3 separate regions of the Mus musculus genome follow, and all the other regions are linked to region 1. The links are chromatin contacts, called in public Hi-C and HiChIP or PLAC-seq maps. All regions are on one chromosome and are shown on one strand. Each heading gives the region's core, a stretch centred on a gene start, on an enhancer-like site or on the middle of the called end of the contact. The rest is flanking DNA. Distances are from core to core; before and after follow the strand shown.

Region 1 (2,948 bases), core at 192-2,691:
TCCAGCTCCTGCTGGCGTGTGTCAGTTCCAACAGGCAAGGAGCACCAAGGACAAGTGGCAACTCCCAGGCCTAGCCTGGGTTAGGCTCCCTGGGCCCTGGCTGCTTCCTCTTGCACCGACTGCCATAGTGCCCTGATGTTGTTCTGGCCAAAGCCTGTGGCCCCCTGTCTCTGAATCAGCTCCAGGAAGAAAGTGTCTTCGGCGAAGAGGGACTTGGTGAAGACCTGAAGCAAAAATTCGTCTTTATCACCATCCAGCAGGATTCCCTGCCGTTCTAGAAGGCCAGGCTTGTGCCCTGCGGCTAGAATTTGTTCTTCTTTGCCGGGCTGCTGGTAATAAGCTTCAGGAGGAGTCAGAAGCCGGCATCCCGCCTTCGCCATTCCCTCAGAAGCATCTATGATGTTAGGAGTGTACAGTCCTACGTGCTGCAGGCCTGGCCCCCCATGCCGGGTTAGAAATTGCTCTACCTGGTCCTGTTTGCTGTTGAGTCCCGGTAGGGACTCCGCCAGCACGAGGGTGGGGACAGTATTATTCGGCGGAGTCTGCAAGGCAGTAAGCCGTAGTCCCCCTCGCCCAGACCCTGCAGCCACCTTGAGGCCCATCTCCGGATCCTCACCTGGGCTCAGCGGCAAGTGATGAAAGCCTAGGCAGTCGTGGAACCAGCGCATAAGCATAGGGGAGCTGCCGGAGGTGCAGGCCAAGGTCAAGTGGTCCACGTGGCTGACCCAACCTGGGCCAGGTGTGCAAGGCAGAGGTCTGAACCCGGGCAGGAAGGATCCGCGATAGCCAGCACGCTGCAGCAACGTAAGGCTTAGATTACCAGCCGGAGAGCTGAGCACTGTGTAGGTGGCTGTGCCCTGTGCATCTCTCACCCTAGTGGGTGGTACCGGCATGATGCAGCCGCGAGCCGCCAGCGCGCGGGCGGCGCCGTCCACATCCTCCACGTCGAAGCACAGGTTCGTGGCACTGGGCACCGAATGATGCGGGTCCAGGCTGTACAGTGGCTCCTGGGGCCCGGTACCCTCATTCACTAGAAAGACAGCGTCCCCGCTGCGCAGGGCCAGCTGTCTCCAGCCGCCTGCTTCCCTCACCGCCAGGGGCTGGAAGCCGAAGACACGATGTAGGTCCCTCGCTAGGGGCTGCCCAGCTGGTACATGGAAAGCGATGTGACACAGGCGACGGGCGGGCGCAGTCATGGCGAGCCCAATTGCCGGCCACCCGGATCTGTTCTTCTGGGACCGCTCACTTGTTTAGAACTCCAAGACTCTTGGTCCAGGACTAGTAGTTGGAAGCCGGCGGAGTCCTGGTGTATCCGAAGATCGTGTTTCTTGGTCTTTTCTGGGCAGAGGTCGCGAAGTCAAACTTTGGGGGACTGACCCTCTCGGCAGGGCCACCTCAACCAGAAGCCGGCTGAGGACCACAGGCTCTGCAGGGTAAATTGTATGAGAACCACGCGGACGCTGTGCGGGGCGGACCAGGAGGTCAGGGTGGAGCCTGAGACTCCGCCTTTGACACTCCCTCCGGTCCAGAACCTGTCTCCCGGAGTACAGTGGGGACGAAGGGCAGTTCCTTCACAGGGCCTTGGACCAGGTCACACCCTTGGGCAACTAGCCACCCCTTCCGGGGCCCGGGAAGTAACAATAGCCACCTTCACTCTGTGCCAGGCGCTCTCTTCCCGCGACCTTAGAGCCTAAGGACTGCCCGTGTGGGGGAGGAGCCCCAATCCTTTCTCAACAGACGGAATTTTCTTGGCCTGGTACTTTTTTTTTTTTACAATTCAGAAGTTTGTGTTCAAGAACGGGCTCTGTTAACGTTTTATTTATTTATTTTTCTTTAAGTTTTATTGCATTATGATGAGAAAAGATACATAATTTCAATTTATCTTATTATTTTAATATTAAAATATTTTCAGTTACAGATTTTCAATCCCCAAATGGGGCGGAGAAATTGATAGAAGAGCAAGCGTTTACATTTCTCTGTATCTGGCAATCTGCACTTCACCTGACTCTTCAATTCTACTTCTAAGTGAGATTTGGAGGGATTAGAAAACTACTGTGTTTTGTTTGTTGTTCCTGAAAGGAACTATTGCTCATTGCCTTAGTAGGTCTCCAAGAACAGCCCAGGGTTGTTCTTCCTAAAGATATAAAGAAGTTGATACCTTCCTAAAGATATCAGCCAGGGGAACTCAAGATTCGTGAGATCACTAGAATGAGGAAACTGGAAGTCTTGTGAGACTTCAGCTGGAAGGTCCTTGAAGCAAGGTTATAGGACATTGAAAGGGCAAAATGAGGGAGCAAACCTGAGAGAAGAAGCAAGCCAGACTCGGAACAATTGTGTTGGGAAGACATTTGGGAAGGACAACATGCCCAGAAATTTGTCAGGAAGTGACAGAAGGCTGCCATAGGGGGACAAGACTTAGACAAGGAGGCTTGTCGAGGTCAGGGCCTCTTCCTCTGACCAGTGATCAGAAGAACATGGATTCCAGAGCTAAGCAGCCCTGGGTTAGAAATATCTCTGGGCTGGGCGTGGTGGGTCATGCCTTTAACCCCAGCACTCAGGAGGCAGAGGCAGGCAGATTTCTGAGTTCCAGGACAGCCTGGTCTACAAAGTGAGTTCCAGGACAGCCAAGGCTACACAGAGAAACCCTGTCTTGGAAACAAACAAACAAACAAATAAACAAAAAACAAAAAAGAGAAATATCTCTAACATGTACTCACAGGACTTTGGTCATGTTGGATAATTTCTCAGTTTCCTTATCTACAAAAATGAGCTTTCGCCAGGCGTGGTGGCGCATGCCTTTAATCCCAGCACTCAGGAGGCAGAGGCAGGCAGATTTCTGAGTTCGAGGCCAGCCTGATCTACAAAGTGAGTTCCAGGACAGCCAGGGCTATACAGAGAAACCTTGTCTCAAAAAACAAACAAACAAACAAACAAACGAGCTCTCACCC
Region 2 (2,973 bases), core at 399-2,898, 670 kb before region 1:
CTGGAAAAAGACAAAGGGAGGCCCAGCTATATGGCCTGATACAATTTCCCAAGCAAAGGAATCCAGAAGAGATCTGAGAGCAGGTAGAGATGATGTCAGTAGCTGTGAAATTGTGGGTCTTGTGAAGAGATGCAGCAGGCAGGGGAGCCTGGCGCTCAGACACAGGGGAGCCTGGCGCTCAGACACAGGGGAGCCTGACGCTCAGGAGGGAATCTAGGACTGCACATGCAAGTTTGAGAATCTGGACATTAATAAGGATCATGAGAAGACAAGATCATGGACAGTAAACCTGACGACAGAAGAGGGTCAGAGGCTAATGTGAGAACTTCTGCTGACTTGATTTTTTTAAAAAGACTTATTTTATATATGTGAGTACAATGTCATTGTCACTATCTTCAGACACACCAGAAGAGGGCATCAGATCCCATTACAGATGGTTGTGAGCCACCATGTGGTTGCTGGGAATTGAACCCAGGATCTCTGGTAGAGCAGTCAGTGCTCTTAACCACTGAGCCATCTCTCCAGCCCCTGCTTTTTTTGATGTTTAAATAAGAAAAACTTCAGTATAAAGAACATGTAAAAAACCAAAACATTTTTTGTTTCTCAGAGCAGGTTGCACTTCAAAATCCTGACTTGTTCTAGAACTCATGTTGTAGACCAAGTTGACCTTGAATCTATGGCAATCCTCCTTCCTCAGTTCCTAAGTGCTGGGAACCCAGGAGTGAGCTACTGTGGGTCTTAGCATCTTGTTATGAAAGTGGACTTGCCTCACACAGCCTTCCCTCACCTATATAGGAATGCAACACCACTTCCAACCTGGCAAGCACTGCTATCATATCGAAAGATGCCAACACTTTTGGAGTCCTCAAAAAAAAAAAAGTGTAAATAAATAAAGTGTTGCTGGGCATGTTGTACACTCCTTTAATCCTAGCATTTAGGAGGCAGAGACAGGTGAATTTCTGTGAGTTCAAGTTCAGCCGGGTCTACATAAGGAGTTCCAGGATAGCTAGGGCTATAAGGAGATAGGTAAGCTCCTGCTTCCTCAGAAAAGAACTAATCAGGAGCTGGAGATGGCTCAGTGGTTAAGCACACCTGGTGCTCTTCTAGAGGAGCGGTTGGGATCACAACTTTAATTTGGGCTCCAGGGGTATCAGACTGAGGTCTAGTCTCTTCAAGGAGCGCCCGCACTACCTGCACATGCACACAATCAAAGAGCATTTTTGGTTTTCTTTAAAGATGGGGTAGTCACGGTGCCTCTTAATCATGGTTTATGAAATCGAGTTAACGTAAGCGCTCAAAATAGTAGCGGAGCAGGTTTCTAATCCTCTCCTCCCCGGCCTGGAAACAGCCTTGCGGGGCTGGGCCAGGCCTCGGAGCTGCAGCCCTCTGATCCTGGCTTGCCCAGTGAGCTGGCCCGAGGTCCCGGAATGCCGCTTGCTCCGGCTCCGCGGTGCGGGGATGTGCTCTCGCCCGAGGTCCACTCGTGCGGACCGTAACCCTGCCAGACAGGCAGAGTACGCCGGCTCCCCTCGCGCTGCAGACGCCCGGCCGCGGCCGCCGCCCTAAGCGCCGCCCGCCGCCCTCTCACCCCGCGGCGGCGGCGGCGGCGGAAGCGGCGGGGCGGGCCGGCCGGGCCGGGGCGGGGCGCGAGAGGCATGGAGGAGGCGGAGGCCGCGGAGGCCGCGGCGCGCGGGGCCGAGCTGTGCGGGCCCGAGCGCGGCCCGAGCGGGGCCCGGGGCCCCTGAGCCGTAAGTGCCTCCCAGTGCGGGTCTCAGAGGGGTGATGCGGGCTGGGTGGGTCTTCTGAACCTTCCGGCGTCCCTGATCCCTGAGAGGAGAGGAGTTGAGCCAGATGGGAAGAGACGAGGGTGGAGGATTGGGGTGCAGGAGGTCGCTGTTACTGTTCTACCCCAGGGCTGGGAAGGACTGGGATTTGGACCTTTTAAGGACTGATGAATCGTTAAGAGTTGATTGAGTTACTGGCCTCCGCCGCTAAGGCCCTGATCCTGCACACAGTTCCTCTAGCCCCAGGGAATTTTCAGGTGATCCAACTCCTCCAAAGATTTTCTGGCCAGACCCAGAGAAGTTAAGCCACGTTGCCTAGGGCACACAGCTCAGCAGTTTGCTGAGAGAAGTCATTCCAGAAGGCATTAAGCTTTGGGACAAGCATCTTACTCTATGTGACTCTATATATAGTCCCCTCAGATTCCTGAAGTCATGGACTGGCCGGGACAGGGGTGACTCCCTAATCCAGTATGGATGACTGGAAGCCCAGTCCCCTCATCAAGCCCTTTGGGGCTAGGAAGAAACGGAGCTGGTACCTTACCTGGAAGTATAAACTGACAAACCAGCGGGCCCTGAGGAGATTCTGTCAGGTAAATGAGGTCCCACGTGTCCCAAAAGCTGCTCCCTAACTTTACTCTAACAGACTAGGAACTAACTACCTTGGCTATCAAGAAGAGGCAGCAAATTCCTGGAGGGGAAACCTCTGTCTGTTACAGCCTTCTCAGGCAGTGGTTTAGAGCCAGGATTCTGGAATCAGAACCCTAGTCTGACCTCGGCATCCAACAGAAACCAGAAGTCTGGTCAGGCAGGCTTTGCCCCTGACACCCAACTGTCAGGCAGTGTGGCCCACGTTCTTCTGTGTCTCTGGCTCTCCGCTGTGGTTCTCGGGTCCTAAATCCATCTCAAGGAACTAGTTATGGAGGGGACCAAGGAAGTCAAGGACTCAAATGGGAAAATACAAGACCACGGGGTAGGAAGGACCTGGTTGGTGGAGGGAAACCTGCCAGGGAACATTCTCTGGGAGATGGCCACAAATCCGTGTCCTTATTGGGAACCAGAAAGTGGAGAGACTGGTCCCTGTGTCCTCTTCAGCCAAGGTCATACTTTCAGAAGGCCCTTGTGATCTGGAGAGGGCTGGCTGCAGTCACCCCCATTTTCCTACTCAGACAGGGGCTGTGCTTTTCCTGCT
Region 3 (3,313 bases), core at 775-3,274, 730 kb after region 1:
GCCAACTGGGTAACACCCTGCCTTGTATATTCACCCCCTCCTTTCCAGCCTCACGTTCTTCTTCCCTGGGCTTAGGCTTCCCAGTTAAGTCTAAGTCTATAACCGTAGTCATTGGATCTGCTCTATTTTCTAGGGTCAGCTGCCGCTGCCTTCTCCTCCTCCTCCTCTTCCTCCTTTCCCTCCTTGTCCTCTTCCTTCTTCTTCTAAGTGTATGTGGGTGTTTTGCTTGCATGGATGTCTGTGCGCCACTTGTATGCAGTGCCTGAGGAAGCCTGAAGAGTGCATTAAATCCCCTAAAACCAGAGTTATAGATGGTTGTGAGCTGCCATGTGGGTGCTGGGAATCAAACTCAGGTCTTCTAGGATAGTCCTAGAATACAGATTCTTTTTTTTTTTTAAGACTTATTTATTATATGTAAGTACACTGTATCTGTCTTCAGACACCCCAGAGGAGGGCATCAGATCTCATTATGGACAGTTGTGAGCCACCATGTGGTTGCTGGGATTTGAACTCAGGACCTTTGGAAGAGCAGTCAGTGCTCTTAACCGCTGAGCCATCTCTCTAGCCCATTGTTTTACTTTTTATATTATCTTTTCATTGCCCATCCCTTCCATTTCCTTTCCTATAGAAAAGCTCCTTGAGGATATGGATTTTATATGTCTTACCATGAAACCATCAGCAACAGACAGTGCCCAATTCTGAAGTATAAACACGCATTGACGAATGGGCCAATCCAGGTTAATGTTTATGTAACGATAAGAAGAAGAAGCTCCAGTTTTAGTTCCAAGATTTGGGGACAGGCAATCGTGGCTCTCCTTTTCTCAGTTGGGGTGAGTGATATCTGTCTCTGTTGCAGTTTACTCCTTCATTTGTCAGAAACACATTATTGCATAGCTGCTCTATGACTGACACCATACTGGGTATAAGCCATGCAGCATGAACAATATGGAAATGAATAGCTATCTTAAACGAGTTTCAATTCCTGGGAGAGAGATGGCAGGGAGACAATTGTAAAGTGCTGTGCTCAGTTCTGTAGGTTCACAGTAGAACCATCTAACCCATTATGTGCATGAGATTAAAGAAGGCATTCTCTGATATGGGGATTACAGGCATTTCCAGCTCAGGCAGGAACCATTATATTAAGATCTCAGAGGTGGCAGGGTCCAGAACTGATATTAGCTGTCTTAAAGGAAAATAGCAGGTGGCAGACAGAGGAGCTTGGTAACTGAAGATGGCTCCTAAGATGGATCTGACTGAGAGGCTGTCAAAATCACCAGTGGCTTAAGACTGATGCTTCCCATTTCATAACGTGGATTCCCAGAGAAGCACAGCTAAGATGGAGACACTCACCCATCGCTTTAGGTGAAGTTCTCCCCAGCTGCCTGGAGAGACTGACTGTGAAAGACCCACTACAGCTATGGCCAGAAACCTTGTTAACCCTGACAGTTCCTCTGAGGGCCTCAACAAGCCAGAAGCTTCCTCCTCAGAAAGGCCCTTCAGAAATCTCAGCATTTTCTTTTTAGCTGAATTCGCCTCCCTTCTTTCCAGATTTCCCTCAGGCCCGCATCAGAAAGTAGATAACGATTACTTGTTGACAATGAATCACAGAAAAGTGTCGCCTAAAGAGAATGTCTCCTAAGCCCATACTCACCGAATGCCTACAGTCAAGGTGGGGAAAATAAGTAGAGCATCTGGGTCATTTTAGGCCTGACGAAGATTTCGGGTTATTTTATTATTATCATTTATTTATTTTTTAAGAAAACCCCTTTCACTGTTTAGAAGTGACCCTCCCTTTCTCTTTTGAATACGTGGCTCCTCTAAACTACAAGTCCCACAAGGCCCAGAGCCAACGGTCACCATCTTGACACACCTTAACGCGCATGTCGGCGGGAGAGAGAGCGTTTGGAGAGAAGAAGCCCCGCCTTACTCCAGCTCATTGGCCAAAGGCGCTAGCAGCGGGCTCAGCGGTTGGCTACCACGCCCGCCCGTCCACCGCGTCGGTCGGGGTCAGAGTGCGCGGAGGTGAGTCGGTGTGTTGTGGACTCGTGGTGCTGGCTGCCGCTGTTGAGGCTGCCTGGAACGGGCTGTGGGAAGCGGGCGGAGCTGGCCCTGCTTCTGCCTGGCCAGCGCCGCAGGCGGCGCGGGCCGTGCCCGCTGCCGTCAACTGCCCGGAGCGTCTGCTGAGGCCGAGGGAGACGCCGGGGCCTGCACCTGGAGAGAGCCTGCCGTGCTGGCCCGGAGGAGGGGGCGTTGCCATGGCGACAGCCTCTCCGGCAGCTGACGGGGGGCGGGGGCGGCCCTGGGAAGGAGGGCTGGTCTCCTGGCCCCCTGCCCCTCCCCTTACGCTTCCCTGGACCTGGATGGGCCCGAGCTGGGGGCAACACCCTGGGGTGGGTGAGATTGAGAGGGCCCCCAGCTTGGGCCCTGGTTAATGCATGCGGGGTGTGGGTCGTGGCGCGCACACTTAAGGAGCCTGGGATTCTGGCCTGGTGCTCACCCTGGATGTTAGAACTCTGGGCGAAGGGATAGCTGGGGAGGGCGGTGGGGGAGCTCGGCTTTGCGAGAGAGACTGGGTGAGTTGATGAAAGGGCCTGGTTTGAGATTTCTGGAGAAGGAGAGAGGTTTGACCAGATAAAGTAGAAGATTAAGGAATTATTTATAGACTACCCCCTCCGCATCTTGGCACAGGCACACATGCTAGCACTTTACTTCCTTGTAAGTCACAAGCTGTGGGTAATAATGGTGGACAGAGGTGGACAGAGTGGAGAAAGAGCCTTAACCCAGGTAGCTTTTTGTATGTCTTTATTGCAAGTGGTCCAGCAACAGGTGTCTTCTTAAAACAAAGAAAGCATGACTTGGGTTGAGTTCTTGTGAAATGTCAGCTGCTCGACGTTGGCCTGGAAGATGCTGGGTATGGGGCCCCTCATCTGGAGATACAGAGCTTGCCCCTCAGGCTGGATTTCGCAATGACTGGGGCCAATAATTGTCTCTGACCATTTTTGTGGCTTGCATTTGCTAGTGCATTTCATTGGTTTCCCAGCCCAAGGGCAGCAAAACATGAATCCCATTGGCCAAAGACTAAGCTATTTAACTGTAGTAGATTGTGATTGGCCGAATGATTTTTGACTGTAGAGTTTGTACCAGAAAACTGGCTTCATCAAATTCAGCTTTATTCTGACTTTATCATACACAGTATACCTTGTTTTAGTGGGCTCGGTCTTGGACCTTAAGTATATTATACTTGAATCGCCCACCATTTAAAAGCCAATTTATAACAGTGACTTGGAGTGTGACTCCACTAATGTATGCCTGT

Evidence for each region. A called contact is a pair of places that touch in the nucleus more often than the background predicts. HiChIP or PLAC-seq counts read pairs in DNA pulled down with a chosen protein or histone mark.
Region 2: a contact with region 1 is called in an H3K4me3 HiChIP or PLAC-seq map of neural tube, with 3 times the contacts expected there. The contact joins the promoter of Pomgnt1 here to the promoter of Hpdl in region 1. A contact is called at or near these places in 1 of 39 promoter capture datasets (erythroid cells), 3 of 115 datasets of contacts at active chromatin or transcription factors (bone marrow-derived macrophages, embryonic stem cells and neural tube) and 3 of 9 other capture datasets (liver, macrophages and pancreatic islet).
Region 3: a Hi-C map of CD8 T cells shows a contact between it and region 1, with 4 times the contacts expected there. The contact joins the promoter of Eri3 here to the promoter of Hpdl in region 1. A contact is called at or near these places in 5 of 484 Hi-C or Micro-C datasets (CD4 T cells, CD8 T cells, natural killer cells and 2 more), 1 of 115 datasets of contacts at active chromatin or transcription factors (memory CD8 T cells) and 1 of 9 other capture datasets (pancreatic islet).

The regions. Positions count from the first base shown.
Region 1 is chr4:116,820,067-116,823,014 of GRCm38.p6, forward strand. Hpdl (4-hydroxyphenylpyruvate dioxygenase-like) reads right to left here and starts at 1,442. Exons shown (of 1, transcript NM_146256.3): 1 at 1-1,442. The coding sequence starts at 1,196. The coding sequence ends at 81.
Region 2 is chr4:116,148,870-116,151,842 of GRCm38.p6, forward strand. It overlaps Pomgnt1 (protein O-linked mannose beta 1,2-N-acetylglucosaminyltransferase), which reads left to right and starts at 1,649. Exons shown (of 22, transcript NM_026651.2): 1 at 1,649-1,748; 2 at 2,196-2,374; 3 at 2,951-2,973. The coding sequence starts at 2,255.
Region 3 is chr4:117,548,341-117,551,653 of GRCm38.p6, forward strand. It overlaps Eri3 (exoribonuclease 3), which reads left to right and starts at 2,025. Exons shown (of 9, transcript NM_080469.4): 1 at 2,025-2,390. The coding sequence starts at 2,256.